2 separate regions of the Gossypium hirsutum genome follow, and region 1 is linked to region 2. A link is a contact called in public Hi-C data. All regions are on one chromosome and are shown on one strand. The core of a region is the stretch at or near the end of the contact, and the rest is flanking DNA. Distances in the headings are between cores, read along the strand shown.

Region 1 (5,869 bases), core at 2,261-4,760, 150 kb before region 2:
CTTGACATTACCCCATTCTGAAAGAAAGACCTTGTCCTTAAGGTTCTCAGTAGGTGCAGGTTGAAGAAAATCCTCCATCATCAAAGGCATAGGAGTGATTTGTTGAAGAGGTTGACCCTTACATGGTTTGAGCTAGGACACATGAAATATGAGATGTATGCGGGTGGAATCAAGTAATTCCAGCTTGTAAGCCACAAGACCAATACGTTTTAAAATTTGATTAGGGCCAAATAATTGTGGTCCAAGCTTTTGATGTCTCATTAGACGTAACTACAATTTTCGATAGGGTTGTAAACACACAAAAGCCCAACTATCTTCCTCGAGTTTTAGTTCGCGTCGATGCTTGTCCGCTTGATTTTTCATACATCCTTGCGCTTGAATTAAATTGTCTTTCAATACCCGAAGCAACACATCACGTTCTTGCAAATCATGATCTATCTGAGCATTACAAGAACAGCCCTTTAAGTAGTTGAAGATGGTGGGAGGGTCACGTCCATACAAAGCTCGAAAAGGGGTCATCCCTGCTGATGTCTGATAGGTCGTACTGCACCAGTACTCCGCCTATGCAAAGTATTGTTCCCACATGCTCGAATCATCGCCTGCTATACAACGAAGATACATCTCTAGACATCGATTCAAAACTTCAATTTTCCCATCAGTCTGTGGGTGGTAAGCTGAACTTAAACATAACTCGGTTCCTTGCAGCTTGGCTATTTCGGTCCGCATTTCATTAAAAAAATCTGATCTCTATCACTGACAATTGTTATCGGTATCACATGAAGTTTCACAAACCCTTGTACCATGACCTTGGCTACATATTTACTATCAAAAAGCTTCGGATGTGCAAAAAAAATGTCTGTACTTAGTGAGCTAGTCAACAAGTACCAAGATAGTCTCCTTCCCCTTAGATTTCAGCAAGCCCACTATGAAGTCTAAAGAAATGTCTTCAAATACCTGGTTCGGAATGGGGAGGGGTTGAAGAGGTCCCGTCGGGGCCAAGCTATAACTTTTCATTCATTGGCAAACTTGGCATTTAGTGACAAACTGTCGAACCTCTTTCCGCATACCTTTCCAATAAAATTTTGCAGCTAATCTCTAAAAGGTACGTGTAATACCAGCATGTCCACCCATTATCGAACTATGACATTCTCGTAACAACAGTGATTTCAGTGCAGCTTCCTAAGGTACCAAAATTCTCCCTCACACCAATATCAAACCATCCTGCTCTTCATACCCAGAAAAATCGGTTTGTCCCTCTCAAATGCTAGTTCAAATGTTTTGAATATCAGTATCCTGTTGACTTGCTGCACGTAGATCATCAATGATACCAAATAGTGGTCGAGAAAAAGCCATGAAAGATGCTTCGATATCCCTGGATAATGTGTCAGCAACATTGTTGAGTTTCCCTGATCGGTAACGGATCTCAAAATCGTACCCGATTAATTTCAACAACCATCATTGTTGTTTCGGAGTTTGTATAGTTTACTGGTTCAATTCCCTCAACGACTGCTGATCAATGATGATGATGAATTTATGAACCACAAGATACTGACGCCACTTGCCCACTGTCTGGGTAATGGAAAACATTTCTCAGTTGTAAGTGGAAGCACCTTGCATTCGTAGACTAAGCTTCTAGCTAAAATAGGCTAATGCTTTACCCTCTTAAGTTAAAATCACTCTTATCCCTGTTCCAGAAGCGTTGGTTTTGATCTAAAATTCTTTATCAAACTACGACAGTCCAAGCGCTGAGCATAGCAAAGACGTGATTTCAAGTGTTCTATGGCATATTGAGCTGCTTCAGTCCATTCAAATGATTGGCCTTTGCAAAGAAAATCAGATATAGGAGCTACAATAGTGGCAAATCCCTTAATAAATTTAAGATAGTATGATGCAATGCCTAAAAACCCCCGCATGTCCTTGATCGTGGTAGGTACCAGCCAAGCTCGGATTGCCTCAACCTTTACGGGATCCACTGCCAATTCCTATCTTGAGACTATATAACCCAGATATTCAACTGTGGCCCGTCCGAATGTACACTTGATGCGCTTTGTGACAAAACCATTCTCTTGCAACTTTTGTAGCACATATCATACATGTTTTAGGTGTTCCTGCCAATTCCAACTATAAACAAGAATGTCATCCAGAAAAATTAAAACAAACTTACGTAGAAATGGTCGGAAGAGATCGTTCATTGTTTCTTAAAAAGTGGATGGTGCATTGGTTAACCCAAACGGCATTACGAGGAACTTGTAATGTTCTTCATGTGTTTGGAACGTTGTTTTTGGGACATCGTCATCCTTGACTCAAATCTGATGATATCTAGCAATTAAATCCAATTTGGAGAAGAAGTGAGAATTACCCAATTCATCAAAAAGCTCCTCGGCAATGGGAATAAAAAAATTATCCTTAATGATGACTGCATTTAAGGCACGGTACTCAATGCAAAACCACCACGTTCTATTCTTCTTCTTTACCAACAGCCCCGGAGAAGAAAATGGACTATTAGTCTTGCGAATCAATTGGTGGTCTAACATGTGTTGAACTTGATGTTCAACTTCCTCTTTTTGAAAATAGGGATATCTGTATGGCCTGACATCAACCGGTTTGCTCATAGGTTGTTGATGGATAGCATGGTCGGTTTCTCTAACAGGGGGTAAACCGTGTGGTGCAACAAAAACCATTTTGAACTTAGCCAATAGACTTTTCATATCCTCTGGTTCAACTGTGCCTTCCATCGCTGGTCTCGTATCGATTTGCAAATAATAATACGCAGTCACTGCCTTAGTGTCTTTCAAATACCGTAAGGATTGCAATTGTATTGGTTGATGTGCCAACCCTGTTTCCCCTTTCTAGCGATATTCCTTTTCCACTTGACGGAATTAAAACTGGAGCGTAGAAAAATCCATAGTTACTAGCCCTAAAGTGGCCATCCAAGCAACCCCTAAAATCATTTTATTGGCTTCTAATGGTAGCACATAGAAGTTTGTCATCAATTCAGTACCTTGAACTCGTAGTTTAAGATTATGCATACAACCCTTATTTTGTAACTTGTCTTCGTTACCCACCAAAACACTAAAATTTGACATTGTCGTCACCGTCAAACCTAAATGTTTCGCTACTCAAGACTGTATAAAGTTATGTGTACTACTGCCGTCAATCAAAATATGTACCTGATGGCCTTGAATCTCCCCCATAACACGAAAGGTATTAGGAGTTAAGCAGCCCACAAGGGCATTGAAGGAGACCAGAGATTATTTTTGCACGGTGTCGTCTGAAACCTCTAGTTCGTTGCCCTCATTCACCATCGTCCTTATCACCGTAACTAGGTGCTCATCCTCAAGTTCATCATCCAGTAGAAATAACTGAGGATCCTTACATTTATGACCCAGAACGAATTTAGCATCACAGTAATAACACAAAACTCTCTCGTTGTGCTTGATATTGCATAGGGTTAGGAGAGATCGTGTGATGGTCTGATGAAGGTGGGCGTTCGGGTTGTGCTTTAGGCCCAATAGGAAACATAATGGGTGTTAATAATAGAGGTGGTAGTTTTAGACTCAGTACCTGATCCAATGATTTCCGTGTCTCGTTAGATTTGGCTTCATGAAAGTGGGCCAGAGCAAGTACTTCGTTCATAGAATTGGATCGATAGCCCAGGACCTCATTTTTTATATTCGAATAGAGCCTAGACACAAAACATTGTATAAGGAATTCATTAGATAGGTTGGTTGTGCGTAAGAAAAAGTCTTCAAAACGTGTTTGATAATCTTCCATTGTTGTTGTTTGGATAAGCTTAGAACGCTGTTGAATCACTCCGAACAAATGGTGCCAACCCGCCAGCTGACGTTGTCGTTGTATCCAACAGAACCATTTCTTGGCAGTTCCTTCCATTTTGAAGGATACCATGGTTACCTGATGGTGGTCTTTAGTGCCGTAAACTCAAAGAAGTCATTCTTGGATGCTAGCCACTCTTCTAGGTCTGTCCCATTAAATAGGGGTAACTCTACTTGAACTGGTTTTGGTGAGAAGGGAAATACAACATTGGATTCGGCTCTTATCTTTGCCTTGCCCCAGTTAACCATGATTTCCATTGTACCTTCACCATCACAAAAAGTGGTTCCATAGCTCTCAACTATGCAGGAATCACCGTTAACTGGCGAACTACATCATGAAAGGTTTGCTAAGTGGTCGCATTCCATTGCTTTTGATCCACTACCTGAGATTGGAGAGTGACCAAAATTTGATCATGACAGGCACTCGTCTCCTGCAAAGTTTTTATGGATTCAGTGTTATTCATCATATTGTCCAATCTCGATGGAAGCACCAAAATGTTATGTGTCAGTAACCAGAAAAAGAGAATATAGGAATAGAAAGGAGAATAGATAGTAGGTTAAGAAGTTTGAAAAATATCCAAGGAATACAAATAGATTTCACATTCTACATTCTCTATTATTTATATGCTTAATCTCTAGGATCCTTAGAAGCAGACAAAATTGATTAAGGCCTGGGGTGCCTTTCTCTCTCTCAAGCTTCTACGTAATTCTTAATTGTCCTTGGTGGTTGTTTCTTGATTGCCAGCTCCTTCTGTGGTTACGTCCTTATTCCTTGCTTCTACTATCTCAGCTCTTTCCTTGACAAACAATGTAAAAAAAAAAAAACTAGTCTTCACCTAATCTCAAGTTGCAATTGCAAAGATGATAAAAAATATATATTTGTTATTGGGACTTCTTTGTAGATTACACCCTACAGGTTGTTGGATAAGAAGTTTGTTATCACTTTTAAGTAAAATTTCGATTTTTGATCTTATAAATGAGGAAAATAAGCCTTAGAAAACTTTTTTTTCTTCGTTTAAGGTTCAATCTACTAATCACACGTTCATCTAATTAATCTATAGTGTTCAATAGTAATTAGTAGGATAGTATAAACCCTCTTATAATTATTAGGCATTCTAATTTACGTGTTTTGTTATCTGATTAGGTGTAATTACATTGTAATATTTTATATCATGTTTGGCACTATAAATTGTAATTACACAATTATATAAGTTTAAATATAAGATAAACAGAATATTACTTATTATAAAACTATCAATAATATTTTAGAAAAAAATTCTCTAAACAAAGTAACAAAACTTAAAATTGAATCATCATATGTAATATGATAGTATAAGAAAATATTCGACAATATGATTACCAATAAAAAAAAACATTGCAATTTTTATCTAATTACTCTGGCATTCCATATTTGATGCATTATTCCCTCTCTAGCATTAAACATGTATTCTTTGTCATATCTATTAATCAATGGTTAAGTATAAATATTAATATGGAATATTTTTTAATTTAGTTAAAATTAGTATAAATAATTTATAATAAATAATATGTAATTAAATTAAATTTTTAGCAGGTCAAAGTGTATGAAATTTTTTTGATTGAATCTTAACTCAATTAGCATTGTTTTTGTTGCAACAACCTAGAGGACGTAAGCTCAAACAAGTTTAATCGTGTAATATTCTCTACTTTAAGGATTGGGAGAAGAAATTATGTATAGCGTAGGCAATAATGTATCAAAAAGTGTATGAAAAGTTATCATTCGTCAATAAAATTACCAAATTGTCATGATTATCTTTTTAAGTGGATGTCTATCAAGATCAATATAAGTTTTGATGTATTTTAAATTTTAATAGTCATTAGAATTAGATCTCTACTTCATTTATATTTCTTATGCCTATAAATAAAGACTTTGAAGAAGTATTATAATCATCCCATTGATAAATAAAATACATTCTATTTGCTTCTCATATTTTATTTGTTCTTTACTCTCTCTATCTCTCTTTATTTTATAACACGTTATCAGAACGATCTTGCTC
Region 2 (6,194 bases), core at 26-2,525:
AATAACACAGCATTACAACAATGGTAGCAATAGCTAAGAAAAGGGTGAAAAAATAACTAAAGAAAAGTGCAAAGGGACTTGCTTTATCTTGATGCCGCCTGTAGAATTGATCCCAGTACTTCTTAGCATCTCTTTCATACTTAGCTGCAAAAACAAAAAATAAAAATAAAAAAAAACTTAAAACACCAAATATCGACTCGATGCAGACCAAGAATTGTGAGCAAAAAGGGAGTAATTTGGACACCTATCCAAAATGGGGAAACTCCAGTGGTAGTGGGAGGGTATATTTGTATCCTCTGTGCTGGTTGTTGTTGCTTCACATTATTCTCTGTATTGGACTCCATTATTGTATAACCCTTATTGAAAGAAAAAAAAAAGACTTTTAAACGCCATGAAATAGAAATTGTAATTGGCAAATATTAGAAGCGAACAACTAATATAACAAACATGTACCAATGGATTCAGACATTATCTCATAATTTCAAAAACAAAAAAAAAGATGAAAATTTAATGAATTCATCTACCTGAGTTTGAATAGGCGTGCGATCACTGGAGAGGAGAGAGAAAGTCAGAGAAAACAAAGAATTAGGGTTTGCTGCTGAAGCTGGCTTAAGCTAAATGTTAGGATGACGCCTAAAACGCATCGTTTTCGTACGTTTTTCTTCCTTTTTTATTTTTTTTTTCTAAGACTTCCCTGGTACACAAAGTCACAGTCGATCGCATTGAATATTTATAATTAAATGTTTAGCTGATATTTACTTTTAGGTAAAATAATAATTATATTTTTATAATTTCACAACTAAATTGAAACATAATTGATATTTAATTTTATAATTATAGGAACAGCAGCGGGTGGATGAAGGAACGGCGGGGATTGAAGCAGTGGTACAACGGTGGCAATCGACTGTGGTAGCAAAGAGGGGGATTAAAATATTCTTTCTTCTAACAACTCCTCGTCCTTTTCAGGATAGAGAAAGTAAAATGCGTCTTACAACATCTTGTAGAAAGCGTTTTCTTTTTTTTTTTTAAATAACATATATCAATAATTAAAAAAAAAAACGGAGTATAGATACTAAATTAAACCGTACAAAACTCAGTTGGTCTGAAATGAGTTTCAGGTTGCTAAGCAGCAGCATTATCAACTACACAGAGTGCAGTGGCCTTTGTTCCTAATTGTATTTTTAGTTAACAGGGTTTGGTGTTGCAGTAAGAAGTACAGTAATTGGAAATGGAGGATGATGCTGTCTCTAAATTCACCCTTATCAATGTCGCTCAACCACAAGATTTCCACCATTCGCAATGCTGGCCTTTTTAAACTCCACGTTCTTCCTAAATGATTTTCCTATATAATGTTTGTTCCTTGCTTTACATATTCCCTTAGATTGCATTTACTCTTCCTTTTTTCTTTTTTCTTTTTTCTTTTTTCTTTTTGTCGTTTTTTGATATTCTTATAGTTTCCCTTTTAGCTATATATGTTTTAATTTGTAAATACATGTTTTGTTTATTTTTTTAATTTTTTATTTAATTTAGTCCCTATAATCAAAACTATTATAACTTTCATATTTAAACCCCAATACTTGAAACCGATTATAATTTCATCCTTAACCAGCCTTTGAATATTAAAATTTACAAAAATGTTATGTTAAGATTAATATATTTTCATATTAGTCCCTAGTTTCAAAACTAATAAAAATTTATTTACAAAATGGTCTTATTTAGCTACCAAGCTTATAAATCTACCATATAATTTCAACATCTAAAAATCATTAATAGCAAGTTTCAAAATTTTTAACAGTTTTACGAAATAATCTTCAGATTAGCTAGATTAAGCTACAACAATCTTAAAAATATAAAAATTACTAACAATGGACTTAAGGAGTACTCATACGCAAGGGCCGATTATGCTTCAAGAAAATGACTATGGCTTCTTGTTTCTTTTGTGGTTTCAGGTGGAAGAAAATAAGATGGGGAAGATGACCCTTATTTTGTTTTATTAAACTAATTTTTATTTATTTAAAATTTTAACTTAACATTATAATATAATTACTCACCATCCAAATATTATAAATACCACTTAAATCCCTTAACAAAATTTAATTAAGCCACTAGACAACTAAATTCAATGGAAATCAAATTTTTACGATTGTTACGATTTAGTCATTTTTTCTTAATTAACTATTCAATCACTAAAATTACTTGATCAAACACTAATACGAAACTCTAATAACCTCTTAAATATTAAATAAATAATATTTATTTACTCACGAAATTTTAGTCCTGAAGCCACTATTCCCAACACCATCGAAAATGAGTTGTTACAAAGCACTTCAAAAAGATGTCTGCAAGTTGCCCATAACATGTCATTATTGAACAATTCCTTTTACAATACTTCTACAAAGGATTACTTCTTGTAAAAATAGAATGTCGATAATGGAAATAAAAGAGAGAAAAATAGAACACACAGATTTTATGTGGAAACCCTTTTGGGGAAAAACCACAGGTAGAGGAGAAGAAAATTCACTATGTCGAATTCGAATGATCCAAAGGAAAGACGACTACGTCTATTTATAACTTTGTAAAACTATATTCTAATCAAATTCAAATAGAAGTAATGCAGTAAGTTTAAAACACCTTATTCTAATCAACATCAAATAGAGAAAGCATACTTCTAAACGGATTTCACTTGTGCAACCTGTACTATACCGCGAGTGTAACAGGTTGTTTTCAGTGAAATCGGAATAGTGGTTTCGGGACCACAAATCCGAGTCTGTAAGAAAAAATTATTTTAAAATTATTTTATGGTCTACCATATGATAGAAATATCGTATAAAAATATTGTTAAGAAAATTTTACCGATTTCATGTTTAATTAGATGGAAAGGACCAAATTGCATAAAATGTGAAAGTTGAGTTCTAGTACTATAAGTATCAAATAACTATGGAATTCAAAATTGGAGGTCCTTATGGCAAATAGACCATTAAGAGGAGCTAGTATATAAGTTTGATGATTCATCCATGGAAAATTAAATAAAGGAAATGATGAAATTGGAAAGTGGAAAGTGGAAATAGTAAAAGATGATAAATAATTAAATAACAAAATATCATACTTTTCATCATCTTTCCCAAATTATTTTACATGGAAACCCTAGCTAAGAGAAAATAATTCAAGCAAGCTTACTTGGCTTAATTGGGTAAGTAATTTTGTCCCGTTTTTAGTAATTTTTATATTTTCGAGATCATAATAGCTTAATCTAGCTATCTCGGGGATTAATTTGTAAATTTATCAAGATATTAAAGTTTTACATGGATGAATATGCATGAATTATGAAATTTATGGTAGAAAACTAAAGGTTGTTGATAGATACATAACTTTTGTAAAGTAAATTTTGATGAAATTGTGATTTAGGGACTAAATTGGAAAGATGTAAAATTTATGGAAAAATTTTGAATTTTATGAATTACATGGGCTGCAAATGTTACATGTAAAAATCGGTTAGACTTGGAATAAGGATTAAATTGCATGAATTTTATTTTCTGAGCCAGGGACGAAATCGACATTAATTAAAAGTATAGGGACAAAATGGTAATTTTTCTTAGGACGTGAATTGAATTGAATTGAATATGAATTGTATTAAATTGAGCTAAAGTTACTCGTATAAATCCAGATAGACAAAATACGGACTAGATCGAGGTAAAAAAAAGTAACGGATTAGTAGTATACAAGTTCACGAATATTGTCGAGGTAAGTTCGTGTAACTAAATTGAATCTAATAATTTGAATGGGTTGTCTAATGTGATATCAGTCATGTCAGCATAGAAATATGTCAGAAAAGGTTATGATGCTTACATTGTTTATGTATTGGATACTAAAGTATCTGAATCAAAGATTAAATCAGTGATAGTAGTCTGTGAGTATCCTGATGTGTTTTCGAAAGAATTACCTGGATTACTGCCGGTCAGAGAGGTTGAATTCTCTATAAATCTTATTCTGGGGACAACACCAATATCTATAGCACCCTATAGAATGGCTTCTACTGAATTAAAAAAGTTAAAAGCGCAGTTGTAAGAACTGACTAACAAAGGCTTTGCTAGACCTAGTTTCTCACCTTGGGGTGCGCTGGTCTTGTTTGTCAAGAAAAAATATGGATCATTGAGATTGTGTATTGATTACCGACAACTCAATAAAGTTATAATTAAAAATAAGTATCCACTACCCCGCATTAATCACTTGATTGATCAGTTGAAAGGTGTTATAGTATTTTCAAAGATTGATCTTCGTTCTGGTTACTATCAGTTACGAGTAAAAGATTCAGATGTGCCGAAAACAACATTCAAAACCAGGTACGGACATTATGATTTCTTGTGATGCCATTTGGCTTAACAAATGCACCTACGGTATTTATGGATTTAATGAATAAAATTTTTAGACTGTATTTGGATAGATTTGTGGTGGTACTTATTGATGATATTCTGGTATATTCCCGAGATGAAACCGAGCATGCTGACCATTTGAGAATTATTCTACAAACACTTCGTGAGAAACAGTTGTATGCTAAATTTAGTAACTATGAATTCTGGCTTTAGGAAGTTGGTTTTCTTAGATATATAGTATCTGCTGAAGGCAATAGGGTGGATCCGAATAAAATTTCAACAATTATTAATTGGAAACATCGAAAAATGTGTCTGAAGTTAGAATTTTTTTGGGATTAGCCGGTTACTATTGAAGATTTGTACAAGAGTTTTCGATGATAACTTCTCCGATGACAAAGTTACTACAGAAAGATGTGAAATTTGAGTGGTCTGATAAATGCCAGCAAAGCTTTGATCGATTGAAAGGCCTTTTGACCGAAGCACCAGTTCTGGTTCAGCGTGAATCGGGAAAGTAATTTGTAATATATAGTGATGCAACATTGAATGGTTTAAGTTGTGTATTGATACAAGAAGGTAAAGTGATAGCTTATGCATCTAGAAAGCTAAAACCACATGAAAAGAATTACCCGATACATAATCTGGAATTAGCAGCTATTGTATTTTCTTTGAAAATTTGGTGACACTACTTGTTTGGTGACAAATTTCACATATTCACTGATCACAAAAGCTTAAAGTATTTGATGTCACAGAAAGATTTGAATCTAAGACAACGGCGGTGGCTTGAAATGCTAAAAGACTATGATTTGGTTATTGATTATCAACTGGGAAAAGCAAACGTGGTTGCAGATGCTCTGAGTAGAAAATCTCTGTTTTCTTTACGAGTAATGAATACCTGATTGTCATTTTCAGATGATGGTTCAATTTTGGTTGAGTTAAAAGCTAAACCAATGTTTCTGCAACATATCTGTAAAGCTCAGAAAAGTGATAATAAGATGCAAGCTAAAAGGGTACAGTGTGAATCGACTTCTGATTCAGAATTTCAGATTGGACCTGATGACTGTCTATTATTTAGAGGCAGAGTTTGTGTTCCAAAGAATTCAGAGCTTGTAGTGAAGATTTTATATGAAGCTCATAGTGGTATTATGTTTGTGCATCTGGGGAGTAATAAAATGTACAACGATTTGAAACAAATGTACTGGTGGCCGGGAATGAAGCGTGATATTTCTGAATTTGTATCTAAATGTTTGATATGTCAGCAAGTTAAAGCTGAACATCAGGTACCTTCGGGACTATGACAACCAGTTACGATACCGGAATGGAAATTGGACAGAGTTACCATGGATTTTGTGACGGGATTACCCTTATCTCCAAAAAAGAAAGATTTTATTTGGGTAATCATCGACCGTTTGTCGAAGTCTACACACTTTATTCTGGTACGTATGGATTAATCTCGGGACAGATTGACAGAATTATATATTTCTGAGATTGTCAGGTTACATGGTGTGCCAGTTTCTATTATTTCTGATAGAGATTCGCAGTTTACATCCTGATTTTGGGAAGAACTACAAGAATCTCTAGGTATGCAACTACATTTCAGTACTGCATTTCACCATCAGATTGATGGTCAATTCGAGCATGTGATTCAGATTCTTGAAGATATGCTTCGATGCTGTATTTTGAAATTTGAAGGCAATTGGAAAAAATATTTGCCTTTAGTTGAATTCACATATAATAATAGCTATCAGTCTAGCATTAAAATGGTACAGTATGAAGCTTTGTATGGTTGTAAATGTATAACTCCATTGTATTAGACTAAGCTTAGTG

The links. Hi-C and Micro-C count contacts between places; a contact is called where the count stands out from the background.
Region 1: a contact with region 2 is called in a Hi-C map of leaf, with 1.8 times the contacts expected there. The contact joins the enhancer-like site here to the promoter of LOC107915038 in region 2. A contact is called at or near these places in 2 of 34 Hi-C or Micro-C datasets (both in leaf).

Annotation. Positions count from the first base shown.
Region 1 is chrD06:18,401,287-18,407,155 of Gossypium_hirsutum_v2.1, reverse strand. No RefSeq gene overlaps it. Among protein-coding and RNA genes, the nearest start is that of LOC107901473, 9.9 kb to the left of the region's middle. Within about 2 kb of position 3,510, at least 9 of the 9 cell types and tissues checked have an H3K27ac peak or open chromatin away from gene starts, as enhancers often do. A contact at or near this core is called in leaf, where this site is marked.
Region 2 is chrD06:18,243,786-18,249,979 of Gossypium_hirsutum_v2.1, reverse strand. It overlaps LOC107915038, which reads right to left and starts at 1,275. Exons shown (of 13, transcript XM_016844135.2): 1 at 525-1,275; 2 at 245-356; 3 at 83-144. The coding sequence starts at 344.